Linked DNA regions of Zea mays: region 2 is linked to region 1. A link is a contact called in public Hi-C data. All regions are on one chromosome and are shown on one strand. The core of a region is the stretch at or near the end of the contact, and the rest is flanking DNA. Distances in the headings are between cores, read along the strand shown.

Region 1 (7,271 bases), core at 3,365-5,864:
CATACTTCATAGTTGATGGTACAAAATGCAATGATAATCAATAATGGAAAACAAAAATCCAGCTAACAAATGAACCTGTTAAATGTGTCATCGAGGTCCAGTATGCCTTTTCAAAGTTCATGGACCTTGATAGCACTGCACAATAAATTTGTTGTCACATATGTATGTTTTACTCTGAAGTCATTTTGTTTACCACTCCAAAAAAGATAGGTCTGTGTTCACCGTTTCTTTGAACATTGATAGTTCTGTTGAAAACATCTGAAGTTTGATCATGAATATCTGTACTAAACTAATGGTGAATAAAATTTCCTGAGTAACATGTGGGTTTGATCCTAGCTGTACTGACAAAGGCTTATTGTAGCATCAAGCATGTGCATTCGTCATGGTTTTGTACTTACAATAAACACATCTCATTCTTTTGTTTGCATCTTAGGTGGAAGTATGATGGTCCATCCGATTCTTTCAAAGCTCTTATTGACATGGCAGCGGTTCATTCATCTTGTCGTCTTTGTATACATATTGCTACCAAGATCCATTTAAAGGAGGAAAGGACTCCAAAATTTACAAATCGTCCTTGTAGCTGTTCCACCAAAAAGGGAACAATTTACCACTTATTTATCCGAGAGAGAGGGCGGTTTAAGTCAGAGAGCATTTACATGAGGTATGGAAGCTTTACTATTGTTCTCACCCTTCAATCCAAAGATATAGAAAGGTTAGATTGGTGAGGTTATATTATAACGACATAAATTAGAGGTAGCAGCATTTTTTTACTGCTGCTACCTTTGTCTAACTGTATTTCTAACCATGAATTTTTTTACCACTGCTGATTTGTCTAATGCCTAGGATGCTATTGTGGCAGGTCCTAAAATAACACGAACTAAATCCTGGTGTCGTTGACTGACTGCAGGCGGTGCTTGCAAGCGCGTTCGCCAAGAACGATAGCAAGAAGGTCGTTGCCGCGACATCTTGTGTGTTGCAGCTAAACTTACAATATAGGACAACAGTGTGTATCAGATCCTTATCAACCCTTTTCCTCCAACAGCAACCAGGTGCCATGCCATGCTAATGGTCATGTTCGCCTTGCAGCTGAGCATTGTCTTGGGCATGGGTCTCACTGTCGTGCTAGGACTTGCTATGAGGTTTGGGGCTGGCATTTTCACAAGCGACGTGCCCATGATCCAAGTCATTCACAGAGGCATCCCAGTAAGGACGTGGCCTGGCCTGGCCATCGAAACAACGCCGCTCCATATGCAAGCATTTTGCAAGATTCAGACACTGAATTAGACAACTTTTATCTTGGTTCAGTTTGTCGCCGGCACGCAGACCATTAATTCCCTGGCCTTCGTGTTTGATGGCATCAACTTTGGAGCGTCAGACTACATATACTCTGCTTACTCCATGGTAAACTATTTTCACATCTCCCATTCTGATAAAAAAAAGAACTGCAAACTTGCTCAAATTCTCAACGAAAATCTCAACATCAACTTTCTTTTGTTTATTCAAAAGGATTTATATTTATGTTCGCCAGTTTAGCCATAGGTTCCAAACACTTGCTCAGATAAGACTACAGAAACAATCGAAGCAGTTAGCAGAGTGGAACACTGCTGGCTTCTCATCTGAACTTACAGCTACTAAACACAAAGAGGTACGTCATCTTTTCTATATTAAACCTCCTTGGTCTGAGTTCTATACAATATATTATTACTGCTACCTTCTCTACAGCTGTAGATGACCCCTAAGGATTCTAAACTGGTGATGCTAAAAAACTGGTGATACACTACAACCAACAAGGTATGTATGCATTATGTATTTTAAAAAATCAATTACACTTCTCTTCCAGCATGAACTTACTGCTATTTCCTTTCTTCTACACCTTGGTGTGTGTTTTTATGCAGTTATTTAATAACACTATTACACTACTTTCCTTTTCAACAGATTGATTCGCAACAAGTGTTTGGCTGCATATAAGAAGCTTTCATCTAATGAGGTCTCCCGGTGGGTTGTTGAAAGGATGGTCAGTCTTCATGACCAATATGAAGAAGACTGGATCATCAGATGTTTTTTGATCTTGGCTTGTAATTCTTTGTTGTTCCCAACAACCAGTTTGTTCATTTCTAGCAAGGACTATATTGTAACTGAAAGTTTAGAGGAAGTAAAGAATTATGACTGGTGTCAGAGACTCTGTGATGATATTGTTGCAAAGTCTGAGAAGTTCATGTTGGAGAGAGCAAGGCATGTTGCAACACCCCACATCCAAGGATGTATTCTTTTTTATGGTAATAACCCTTCAATTATTTTTTCACAGAGGTTTAGTAATTCAGCTTTTATGTTTTAGTTTTTTAGATGCACATGATTCAGTAATTACATTGTGTGTAGATGTATATCACTATAAATATCCAGTAATAACAACCAGTTACAAACTTTTAAGATTCAATAATTTCTTATTTGTTTTAGATTTATTATTAGGACAATGTTGAATGCCCAGTCACTCGACTGGTTGGCACACCCCGCTGGAAGTTTTTTACTTCCAAAATCATGAAGAGTATATGTGATCTTGACAAGACCCCTGGACCTGGTCGTCAGGTGAAGTACGACAATTTGGAGGTACATTTTTAGTAACATTTTTGTAAAATGCAATAATACTTGAGTAATATCAGCATTCACTCTTGGCAAACACAATCTTAGTAACAATTTTGCTGCGGAGGAAGTTGGCAACGCGGCTATGGTCGCTGAGAAGAAGGTCGTCGTGGCTGTGTAGCTTGTCGTCGTTGCTGCGCACAAGGCAGGCTGCGTCGTGGATGCTGTCTGTTTGTATTACTTTTGGTTGGTTGTATTAAGTGTTGTACTGTGTGTTTGGTAATGCAGTTACTTTTGTATTCAGTGAACTGTTTGGTAATGCAGTTCCTTTTGTATTTATTGAACTGTGTGGTACTGCGTACACACTGTAGTTCCTTTGTATTAAGTGTAGTAGTGATGAGGTAATGCATTGCACTTGTACTACCGAGCTAAATCTATGTACTTGTGCCTGTTGTGGCTAAAATGCATATGTTTAAGAAAAAACTGTTTTTTGTGAATGAGGTACTAGCAATCTGTGTACATTGTGGCTCTAAATGGCTAAGTCCGTGTACTTGTGTTTATATGAAATCTGAAATAACTGTTGAGGCTATTTTCTCAGTACTACTGAGGCTATTTATAGTTTCTCGGAAACTATTCTTCAGTATCTCGGGAACTTTTGTTCAGTTTCAACTGAACTATTTTTAAGTTTCTTAGGAACTAGAGACTATTTTCTCGTGAACTATTGTATAGTTTCTCACGACCTATTCTTCAGTTTCTTAGGAACTATTGTTCAATCTCTCATGAACTATTTTTCTGTTTCTCAGGAAATATTGTTGAGTTTGTCTTGAACTATTGTATAGTTTCTTAGAAATAAATATTGTTCAGTTTCATAGAAATCTGAAATAACTGCAGATTCAAGTGACTATTTTCATAGAAATACGAAATAACTGCAGATTTAAGTGACTATTTTACCGAAATCTGAAATAACTGCAGTTCATAGATTACAAGGGAAATAGAGGAGTATTTTCACTAGAAAGCAGTGCTTGAGATCACTGAATGAATTCTAGACTATTTTCACTAGAGAACAGTAGTTCATTTCACAAATTATAGTTTCAAACAAGTTCACATACCGGTACACACTGCACTTCACATATTACAATTTAAGTGGCCAGATTACACTTTCTTCTTCGGGGTGATTTTTAACTAAACATCTAACAATGCATGGAGACGATGTTGCTCCTGCTGAAATAGTACTACCAGCTTCTGTCGTAGCAATCTGTGATGAGACACCCACAGCCCTCCATTCACCACTTCTTCAGTCCTTGTATTAGGAACCACTTCATCAGTATGCTCTTGTATTAGAAACCACTTCATCAGTATGTTACTGTCATATAGCTCGAAGCTCTTTAGGAACCACTTTATCAGTAGTTGCCCGTGAACTATCTCGTGTACATGCAACCTATAGAGCATAATGGAATTAAATAGTTGTGACCTCACCACATAAGAATCTAACTAGGTATATGCTCGTGTGTTGTTATGATAAAATACATTAATATACAAAAAATTTTTGTTTTATAATATTAACTCCGTAGCAACGGACGAGCATATACATATAACACACATGTACATAAGTTATCGTGTTATTATACGATTTGGTTGTAACGCACGAGAACTTACCTAGCCTGATAAGAAGAGAGAGGAGCAACCAAGCTAGGCAGGTAGCCATAAAGCGACGACCACGACGAAATCAATCGTCGCGAGAAGTACCGTGCAGTCCAGAAGACTGAGGAGCGACCAAGAAAGGCAAGAAGGAAATGAACAGGAAAGCTCCAAGTCAAAGCTTTCATGGGCTTTGGTAAGCTCCAGACGCCACGACATCAGCATTGACCCAATATTGTCTCATTTTATGGGCTTTGCTTTAGATATTCATTCTCTTACAGAAAAGGCCCATCACTTAGTGGGCTTCGAAGAGAATCCATCCCAATAGTCTGCCCGGTCCATTCTATCTTCGTCGATATCGCCGTCTGCCCGTCTCTACTGGGAAGGGAAGGGAGCACCTGCCTGCTCCTGCGCGGCGGCGGTTGGTAAGCCCCACCTCCGGTCCCAGCCTGGCCAGACTTCTGCCCTTCTCCTCCGCCTCTCTAATGGTGATTCGCAGTTACTCTTCTTTCCACTGTGGGTTGCTGATTTCCAGAGCGGCGTGGAGGAGGCACTACCCGTTCTTCTGGGCTGTCAGGCCTTCCGTACCGCCGCCGCCGTCGCCACTCCCACTCCCACAGCCGCGCACGCGCTTCTCCTCCTCCTCCTCACTGCGCTCCACCAAGAGATCCGCCGCAAAGACGTCAATGGACTCGTCTTCAGTCGGTGAACCCTTCTACGTCGTCCGCAAGGGGGACGTCATCGGCATCTACAAAACCCTCAGCGAATGCCAAGCTCAAGTCAGCAATTCGGTATGTGCCTTCGAGTTCCGTGACTTTCCTTCCTTTGCTTTCTTGCTGTGGCTGACCATGCCCCTACTGCTACTGCTGCTAGGTTCGCGACCCTTCTGTCACCGTCTTCAAAGGCTACTCGCTGCGTAAAGACACCGAGGAATACCTCGCCGCGCGCGGGTTAAGGAACGCTCTCTACGCCATTGATGCAACAGATGCACGAGATGAATTGTTCGACGATCTAGTTCCCTGCCCTTTCCAGGTAACACGAACAATGCTCTCTGCTCGTAAGTTCCAGCTGCTTCAGGTAATTTAGAGTTCGATAAGGTTGCTGGTGATTTCTGGACATGAAATTCAGTTTTATACTACCTGACTTTTGCCGTAACATTAACATCTCATGGTGTGCTCATTGTGCAACTTATGGTTTCAGCAACCTGATGGAGCTGCATCGTCTACTCTGAAAAGATCACAGGAGATTGTGAGTAGCGTTTTCTTTGTCACTGTGGTTCATTTCCATTCAAAAGTGACCTTTATATATCTCATTAACTCGCACTAAAAATCATTTTCTCAAGGAAATCGGACCATCAAAGAAGCATCCCAAAGTTGATGAGCAGGTACCATTACCTGATAGTCATGTGAGTATAAATAATGCAATGCCCACTCTCTGTATTGTTATTTGGCTTGTTCCTGTAGTTATGGTTTGGTTTGTTACTAGCATGTATATTTTTAATTTATCTGTGCTGTGATGATACATGAAGCTGCGCTCATCAGCAGTTTTGACCTTTTTTGCAGCTCTCTTGTATTCTTGAATTTGATGGTGCCTCTAAAGGAAATCCAGGGAAAGCCGGTGCTGGAGCAATAATAAGGCAGGTAGATGGTTCCGTGGTATGTAGCCAACTGGTAACTAAACTGATGTGTTCTATTTATACCGAGTTATCATACCTAGCTGGTTACCGTGTTATGATCTTTACTGAAGATTGCTCAACTACGTGAGGGTCTGGGCATTGCAACCAACAATGCTGCTGAATATCGTGCATTGATCCTAGGGCTAACATATGCAGCCAAGAAAGGGTTCAAGTATATTCGTGCTCAAGGCGACTCTAAGCTTGTTTGTAACCAGGTCAGTTGTGATAGCTTTGTTATTTTGTAGCTTATATGTTCTTTGTTGCACTGTGAAATATAAATAGAGATTTAGCACTGTGCAATTCAATCTGACTCTTTAAATTCCACTAAGGTATAATACCTCGAATGTGATTTGGCCATACAATTTTCTTCATTCTTGTATCACGGAAGGTTGTTGCTTCATTCAACATGCCAAAGTATGTTCTTTCGTTCAAAGAGCCCTTGTCCAAATCAGTTCACATTGAAATAAAGACTTTATCTCAATCTCTGCAATCTGCATACAAAATCTGATAAAATGTGCTTTTTTCATAAAAATGTTGTGAAACCTAGTTTGTAGAGCTAGTGATTGCAAGTCATCCGATCGCGATTAGTCGGGCTGGTTGCCTGTTTATACTCGGCGGACGACTCATTAGCTTGTCTAGTCGTCCTGATCGTCTGACTATTTGCCGATTAGGGTGATTAGTCATCCGACTTGTAATTCCTGGTTGCCAACATCTAGTGTTTTTGCTGATATTACTTGGGCCAATGTGGATGAAGTTGTTGGTGCAGCAGAGGGTCTAAGGGGCCGTAACTTGCCTCGTGCTGCTTCTACACGTGTTGCTGCAGTTTCTAGCCATATTATTTCTTATTCTCGGTCTAGAAAGCGTCAAAGGGACACAACCCAACAGTGTGAAGGTTATGCAATGATGAAATGGATGAGGACAATGATCATGAATCTGGATCTGCTGAAGTTGCTGATGCAGGCTTCCATTTGGATGATGATTTGGTTTAGATTATTGTAGGATTCAAGCAGGCTGTTTGCTGCATTTTTGTTCCTGCTAAGTGCTCATATCTTTTGTGCTATTTATATATATACCTATATAAGTATAACCACTAGTCTAAAAGGTCTAGGACGACCAGGGACCGACTAGGGGTCGACTAGTTGCCCTGGTCGTTGCCTAATCGCGATTAGTCGCCTGGTCAGTCCTAGGGATCGACCAGGTGACCAGGCGACTTGCAATCATTGTGTAGAGCTCTCGGTTGAGATTCTCGACCAGCAGGAAATTGTAGTAATTTTTTTTCTTGTCAGAAGTAACAGATTGTGCTTTCTGGAGCAGGTCCAAGATATCTGGCGTGTTAAGAATGATAATATGGCTAGCTTCTGCAAGAAAGTGAAGGAGCTAA
Region 2 (7,271 bases), core at 2,801-5,300, 160 kb before region 1:
AGCAGAACGGCATCGTCGAGCAACGTAACCAAATGGTTGTGAAGATGGCTCGAACTCTCCTCAAACAGAGGGGAATGTTGGTTGTTATCTGGGGAGAGACGGTGGTGATAGCGGTCTACATCCTCAACCGCTCACCCACCAAGGCACTCAACGGGATGACATCGTACGAGGCTTGGCATGCGCGCAAGTCGGCGGTCTCTCACCTACGGGTCTTCGGCTGCGTCGCGTTCACCAAGGAGCTTCACCACGTCGGCAAGTTCGACGACAGGAGCACCCTGGGGTGTTCATTGGCTACGCGGAGGGCTCGAAGGCCTACCGCACATATGACCCAGGAACACAGCGTGTGCAAACGGCGCGCAATGTAGTGTTCAACGAAGGGCGACGATGGGCATGGGACAAGGCGGTGGACGACGGCACGACTCCAACGTACGACGACTTCACCATCGAGTACGTCCACTTCGAGGGAGCTAGGGGAGTAGGCAACTCTTCACCGAGCAGGTCTACCCCAGTCCCCAAGTCTCCACCGACTGCAGCGCCACACTCTCCAGCCACAACTCCGGCTACATCAAGCTCTTCGCCACCAATGCTCTCTAGCCACAACTCCGGATCCAACGAGCTCTTTGCCACCACACACTCCAACACCGACGGTAACCCCTCCGGGCCCGTCCCCTCCGACGCCAGCTCGTGTCGAGCACGACACGGTGGAACTCGTTACTCCGCTCTCTCACGACGAGGAACGCATCGACGCGTGCCACGACGATGAGCCGTTGCGGTATCGTACAGTGGAGGACCTTCTCATCGACCCGTCGGTGCCGGGCTTGGCGTCTCGCAATCTAACGATGGAGTTGCATCTTGCGTGCGACAACGGCGAGCCTCGACCTTTCGCGGAGGTCGAGACACACGACATGGCGTGTCGCGATGAAGTCGGAGATGGATGCGGTTGAGAGGAACCGCACATGGGAGCTCGCTGACCTCCCTCGTCGTCACCGCGCGATCACCCTTAAGTGGGTGTTCAAACTAAAGAGGGACAAAGCCAGCGCCACCGTTAAGTACAAGGCTTGCTTGATGGCACGTGGTTTCTCGCAACAGGAGGGAATCAACTTCGACGATGCCTTCACCCCCATGGCACGGATGGAATCTGTGCGACTCCTTGCACTGGCAGCCCAGGAGGGCTGGCGTGTTCATCACATGAACGTCAAGCCGATGTTTCTTAACAGGGACTTAAAGGACGAGGTCTACGTACACCAGCCGCCAGGTTTTGCAGTCTCTGGCAAGGAGGGCAATGTGTTGCGTCTGCGCAAGACCCTCTATGGCTTGCGACAGACAGCGAGAACGTGGAATACCAAGTCGGATTCCACGCTCAAGAGGATGGGCTTCAGGCGAAGCCCGCAAGAGGCGGACATCTACCGGCGGGGCAACGGAGGAAATGCCTTGCTGGTGGATGCCTACGTCGACGACTTGATGATCACTAGCATCAAGAATGCATGGGTGGCAGCATTCAAGGAAAAGATGAAGGTCACCTTCCAGATGAGTGACTTGTGGCATTGAGGTGCACCAAGGCGACTCTGAGATCACACTTCGCCAGATCGTCTACGCCAAGCACATTGTTGAGTTGTTTGGGCTCACCGACTACAACCCAGCTCTAACTCCGATGGAGGAGAGGCTGAAGTTGAGTCGCGACAGCACGACGGAGGAGGTAACGCTACGCAATACCGACGTCTTGCGTGTTTCTTCGCTACCTCGTCCACACACGGACGGACTTGGCATACTCCGTCGACTACGTCAGTCGGTTTCTGCGGCGAACGACGACGGAGCACGAGCAGGCTATGAAGAGGATCATCCGCTATGTTGCGGGCACTGGTCCAAGGCCTAGGCGTCTAGGCAGCGATCCAACACCTTTTCTCGCCATACCGCTTTAAAAACCATGGTTGCGCGGACTCTCGACTACGGTCTCTACTACCCGAGGTGCCCTGTGGAGGCACACCTTGTCGGGTACGGTGACCACGCCGGCGACATCGACACTAGCAAGAGCACGAGTGGGATCCTCTTCTACCTCGACAAGTGCCCCATTAGCTGGCAGTCAATCAAGCAGCAGGTGGTGGCCATGACCAGCTACGAGGCTGAGTACATAACGGCCTCCGCCGCTTCAACTCAGTCGCTCTGGCTTGCTCGACTGCTCGGTGATCTTCTCGAGAGAGATACTAGAGCGGTGGAACTCAAGGTGGATAGCCAGTCCGCTCTGGCCTTGGCCAAAAATCTCGTGTTCCGTGAACGGAGCAACCACATCCGAGTGAGGTATCACTTCATCCGAGACTGCTTGGCAGAGGGGAGCATTAAGACGCGCTAGATCAGCACCAAGGATCAGCTTGCGGACCTGCTCACCAAACCCCTGGGGAGGATCAAGTTCCTTGAGCTTTGCTCTAGGTCCGAGATGACCCAACTTTCTCACAAGACGACGCACAAGACTTATGAGGAGAATGATGGAACAAATCATGTGGTCTCTTGTGAAGGACTGCAGTTCTTGCTGCAGTTTTTTTACTAGAGGACAGCAGCATATTTGTTAAGTGTGTAGTGCAATTTGTAGGACAACATATTCGCATCTCTAGAAAGCATATGCTCGGCATCCCCTTGGGTTATAAATATGTATCACCAACCTTTAGATAGGTATGGCATTGTGGAGTGTGTGAAAAATAAACAAAGAAAACTCCACCAACTCGTAGTGTCATCCTCTCTATGAGAGTAAGAGTCTCGTTGCTTAGAAAATAGACACTTTCGATTCGCAGACATATACATGACTTAATTAATTGGCGGAGAAAGACTGGGATCATACAGCATAACCAATGCTAAAAGCTCTCACACAAGATGAGGGTCTAGGAAGGGGATTTTTACATACTTTTATCCTTTATTATTTTGCAAGGAGGATAGCAAATTGGAGACAGCCAGCTGTCTACCGCTACGTCATGGCTGCCCTTCACTACGGGTAAGGAAGGGTTGGAAAAAAACAATCATGTCATGAGTTGTCACATGCTACACCCATACCTTAAAACAAACCCAAATGCACATAGAAGTCACCCCTCGTGGCTGAGAATTTTTTAACTCAGGTGCACATTGAAGTCATGCTTCATGGGCAATGGCTGAGAAAAAAGTTAGTAGTAAAATGTGCATTGCAAGAGTTGTGAATCCTCCAGATGTGATGATTTCACACCATATGCAGCATGTGTATGTTTCTATGCAGCTTGTGTATGTTTCCATGTGTGTTTATGGTGCAGAGATGGCTTTATAAATATTTTTAAAATATTATAGCAAGCAAAAAATAGTCAAGTAGAAACAAACAAGTAGTCATGTAGTTTCTACTAATAATTTCGATGATTAAATTTTTTAAATAGAGATATATAATTTTAGAAAGTATGATGTATTGGATTGGATGCATCGATGCGACTGTAATAGGGACATATGTCACGAACAAACGAGTCGGGGTCCGTGAGTAAACAAATGAGAGAAAGGTAAACGAATTGTTAGGTCGAAGTGCAAGGATGGATCAGCAGACCCTACCCAGCAAGCATCATACTGTTTGTTTCTATCTAAATAAGGTAAAGAGATAAGTAAAGAGGGAAGCAGGTGTACACGAATCGAATCGATCGAGTCGTAAAAGAAGCGACATGGATCCGCCATGGCGAAACGAAAGAATTGGAATCGCTTGACAGTTCCCATCAGAAGGAGGGAAGGAAGATGGAGAGGACGTACATCTTATTCACGATCCTGTGGCGCGCCTCTGGCTGAAGCTGGGTGCGCCAGTCGCTTCCGGCGGGGGCAGCCGCGTTTGGATCGACGCCGCCGGCGGCAGGGTCGGTGCCCTGCGTTGACCGCCAGTTGGCGGCGCTGTCCATAGCTTTCCGGCCTAGGGACTCGGGCGCTTCTCTTGCTCTTTCTGATTTGATTGCTAGCTTCGATCGATTCGCCGGGCGACGACGGACGGATGGAGGCGGAGGGAGCACTTTCCCCAGCTCCTCTCTGATAAGGAGGAGACTCAGGAGAGAAACAATGATACGGAATTACGGATACGGAGCTCACATTTTTCTCGGCCGGCTTTATCGCAGTCTAATTTATAATTGACATTTTTATTCCAAGTATAACCGATTTCTCTTGTTCAAAAAAAATCAAAATTATTGTTAATATTTACTGTGATATTAAGTATAGTTTTGATTTTTTTTATTTAAAAAATGAATAAATCGATCCAATCAAATTTGACACAAAAATCAAACTAAAAGGAAGTATATAATTACCATAACCATAAAAACAGTACATGATTTATAAATTTATTAAATTTTCAGTGATGTGTCAATGCTAAATCAGCGCGTCATCTTGTATGCTAACTTGTTCTTAGCCGAGAGAGACATAAAAAGTCAGTTTTACTTTTACCCTCGTTCTTATGTCATTTAAATAAACTATTGCAACGAAGGTTGTACAAGCGGTCCTTAGATGTAAGCGTGCAAGCGAGTGTTCTAGTATGTTAGATAATGATAAATCATAGATACAATCATTGTTTGTTAGAGTTTTATAAAACTACACAAGCTGGTGACCTGGTGGCGAGAGCGTTTATGTGTTAAATATTAGATAAGATTCCTGATCTAACGGATCAAGAGACTCGCTTGCACACTTGCACGTAAGAAATGTTTGCACAATCGCCGTCACCTTTAGACTGACTACAGTGAGCTCCTTGAATTGCTCTGGATCTGTTTATTGCATGTCTAAACAACATTGTTCGCTTATGTAATAGACTTCGTATCTAGGCATGCAAAATGCAAGCATATTCAAACGCTCTGTATGTTGGCAGTCTCTCTCCTCCCCACAATTCAATTGTCGTCCTCATCCATTCCTCCTCCACTGTAGCGAAGCGAGTCTCTGGGTGAAGTGAATTGGACCTAGGATTTGATTATGCAACACATCAAGAGAAGACACTTAAAGACTCGATGAAGACCTACAAGTATTAAGCAAAATCCAAGACACAAGTGGAGCAACAAGCCCAAGTGAAGACAACTGAAGAAAACAGATTAGGATGCTGACTAGTGCACCAGACCGATCCGGTGGCACACCAGACCGAAATTCCAGAGAGCCTGTTTTTCGGGCACCTGGTGAGCTAGCACACCGGACCAAGCGGGTGGCGCACCGGATCAATTCCAACGGTCAGCAACGGGTTGTCGGGTGACGTGGCTGGCACCGAACCGTGTGGTGGCACACCAGACCGGCTACAGTGCCGACAGAGGCAACGACTAGCTGACATGGAGGTTCCGAACAAGAATCCAGTGGCGTACCGGACCGATCCGGTGCGCACGTAGACAGAATTCTGCAGCTTTCCGCCAACGGCTAGAATTGAATGGGGGCTCTATATAAACCCCCTAGTCGGCCATTTGGAGAAGTTGGAGCACAAGAAACATATCCAAAGCATAGAGGCACATTTCCAAGAGCTCTATCACACAAGTGCTTAATAGAATCACTCGGTGATTATCGTATGTGCTTATGTTAGTTAGAACGTATTAGCGCTTGCTCTAGGTTTGTTCCTAGCTGTGTGAGTGAGGTTAGCAAACCCACAAACCCCTCGGCTCTTGTGCGAGCAGTTGTAATTGTACCGTGTAGTGCGAGAGTCCTGCAAGACCGTATCAACTGCGTTTGTGATACGGCCACCACCGTGTACCAGAGGGAATGAGGCACACGATGATTTGACCGGAAGCTCGATAGTGGAGACGGCGAGGACCATCTGAGAGGCTCCGTTAGTGGAGCACAACTTGCGCGTGGAGAAGGTCCGCGACTCTCTACGGAGTCACTCGCTGTAACACCCAAAATCCTAATCTTAAGTTTAAGGAAACTCTTTGGAGATTTAAGAATTTAAAGTAATTATGAAACTGGAGCTAGTTTCCTAAAGCTAAATAAAAGATAAATACTAAATTTTGTCTAGGTATCTAAACCATTTTTCTTAATGAAGTAGGTGAATATATATATACCTATGCATCATGCTAGAGTTTATTTGGTTGTGCACTCATTTCCAATAATTAATTTTGAAATCTGAACTTATTGGGATTTGAATGGGGAACTCAAAATTCAGAAAGAAAGTTTTAATTAAGTAAATGATCCTTTTCATAAGCAAACAATAGGAAATAAAATAAATAAAATCAAGGCAAACAGAGAGAGAGTTATACTCATCTTGGGACTTAATTAGGTATTTTAAGACTAAAGCTCAAAAACAAGAATTTAAATTTGGTTTGAACCTTTGAAATTGGAATCCGAAAAGAAATACAAAACAAAAAAAGGAAAATAAAATAAAACCTGTCTGGGTTGGTGATCGCGTATTTCGGCCGATCCACATTTCCTTGCGCCGGCCGAGCCAAAACTTGCGCCTCGGTGCTGACACCTGGGGGCCACTGCGCAGCCTTCTGTTTCCCTGTGCTTCGCCCTTGTCTGCGCTCGGCACCAGGTGGACCCGCCTTGTCGGTCGCTTATGCCACACGACCACTAGATTGTGGGCCCGTGGGTCGGTGCACTGTGTATCTTCCCCACGCGCTCTGCGGGGGTTGTTGCGCCCAACTCATGGAGGTTGTTGGGGCATGCCGTGGCGCCGCTTCCTCGAGACTATAAAGTTAGGGCTGCCGATCATCTCGTCGTCAACCACTGGAGCCGAGAGAATCAAGCAAGGAATTGGTGAGAAACCGGGAAGGGAGAGGGGAGCGCTAGAGTGCCTTCACGTGGTCGTCGTCCTCGTGACCGGGGTGGGTGGTCCTAGAGCCCTCCTAGTGCTCCCTTCGCGTGCTCGTGTTATACCCGAGCGGGATTATCCGACGACGTGCGGTGAATTCCTCACTGGAGCACGCCCTCCGCCGCAAAACCGCGCCACGCCGTAGCCAGGAGCCTCTGCGCCATAATCACAGTGAGAGATCTATCATGTTGTCCGCCTTGCCATACTCTTTGTATGGCACCCATTAGTTCTCGGTTTAGGACCTATGTATGTCAGGCATGGCCACGTCGGTGTGCTGCGCCACCGCGCGGATAACTGGAGGAGGGTGAAACACTGCGGGCCATTGATTCGGATGCGGGCGGCTTAGATTAGAAGCTTTGTACCGATTCGACTCAGATTAATCTCGACCGCAGATCTGTGTGTGGGCGGACAAGGTTGGTTCGGGACCGTTTTAAATCCCGAGTGTTGATATGTGATCGAACGGCCTGGGTCGCGTACCGGTTCATAAGGGAGTTCATGTAATCTGCGCTGTTGATCTTGCATC

The links. Hi-C and Micro-C count contacts between places; a contact is called where the count stands out from the background.
Region 2: a contact with region 1 is called in a Hi-C map of ear, with 2.5 times the contacts expected there. The contact joins the promoter of LOC100383729 here to the promoter of LOC100274104 in region 1. A contact is called at or near these places in 2 of 25 Hi-C or Micro-C datasets (ear and leaf).

What each region holds. Positions count from the first base shown.
Region 1 is chr4:51,385,509-51,392,779 of Zm-B73-REFERENCE-NAM-5.0, reverse strand. It overlaps LOC100274104 (putative rnase H family protein), which reads left to right and starts at 4,614. Exons shown (of 9, transcript NM_001360534.1): 1 at 4,614-5,006; 2 at 5,089-5,247; 3 at 5,416-5,463; 4 at 5,558-5,620; 5 at 5,778-5,870; 6 at 5,962-6,105; 7 at 7,205-7,271. The coding sequence starts at 4,701.
Region 2 is chr4:51,541,395-51,548,665 of Zm-B73-REFERENCE-NAM-5.0, reverse strand. It overlaps LOC100383729, which reads right to left and starts at 4,050. Exons shown (of 10, transcript NM_001321633.1): 1 at 3,745-4,050. The coding sequence starts at 3,887.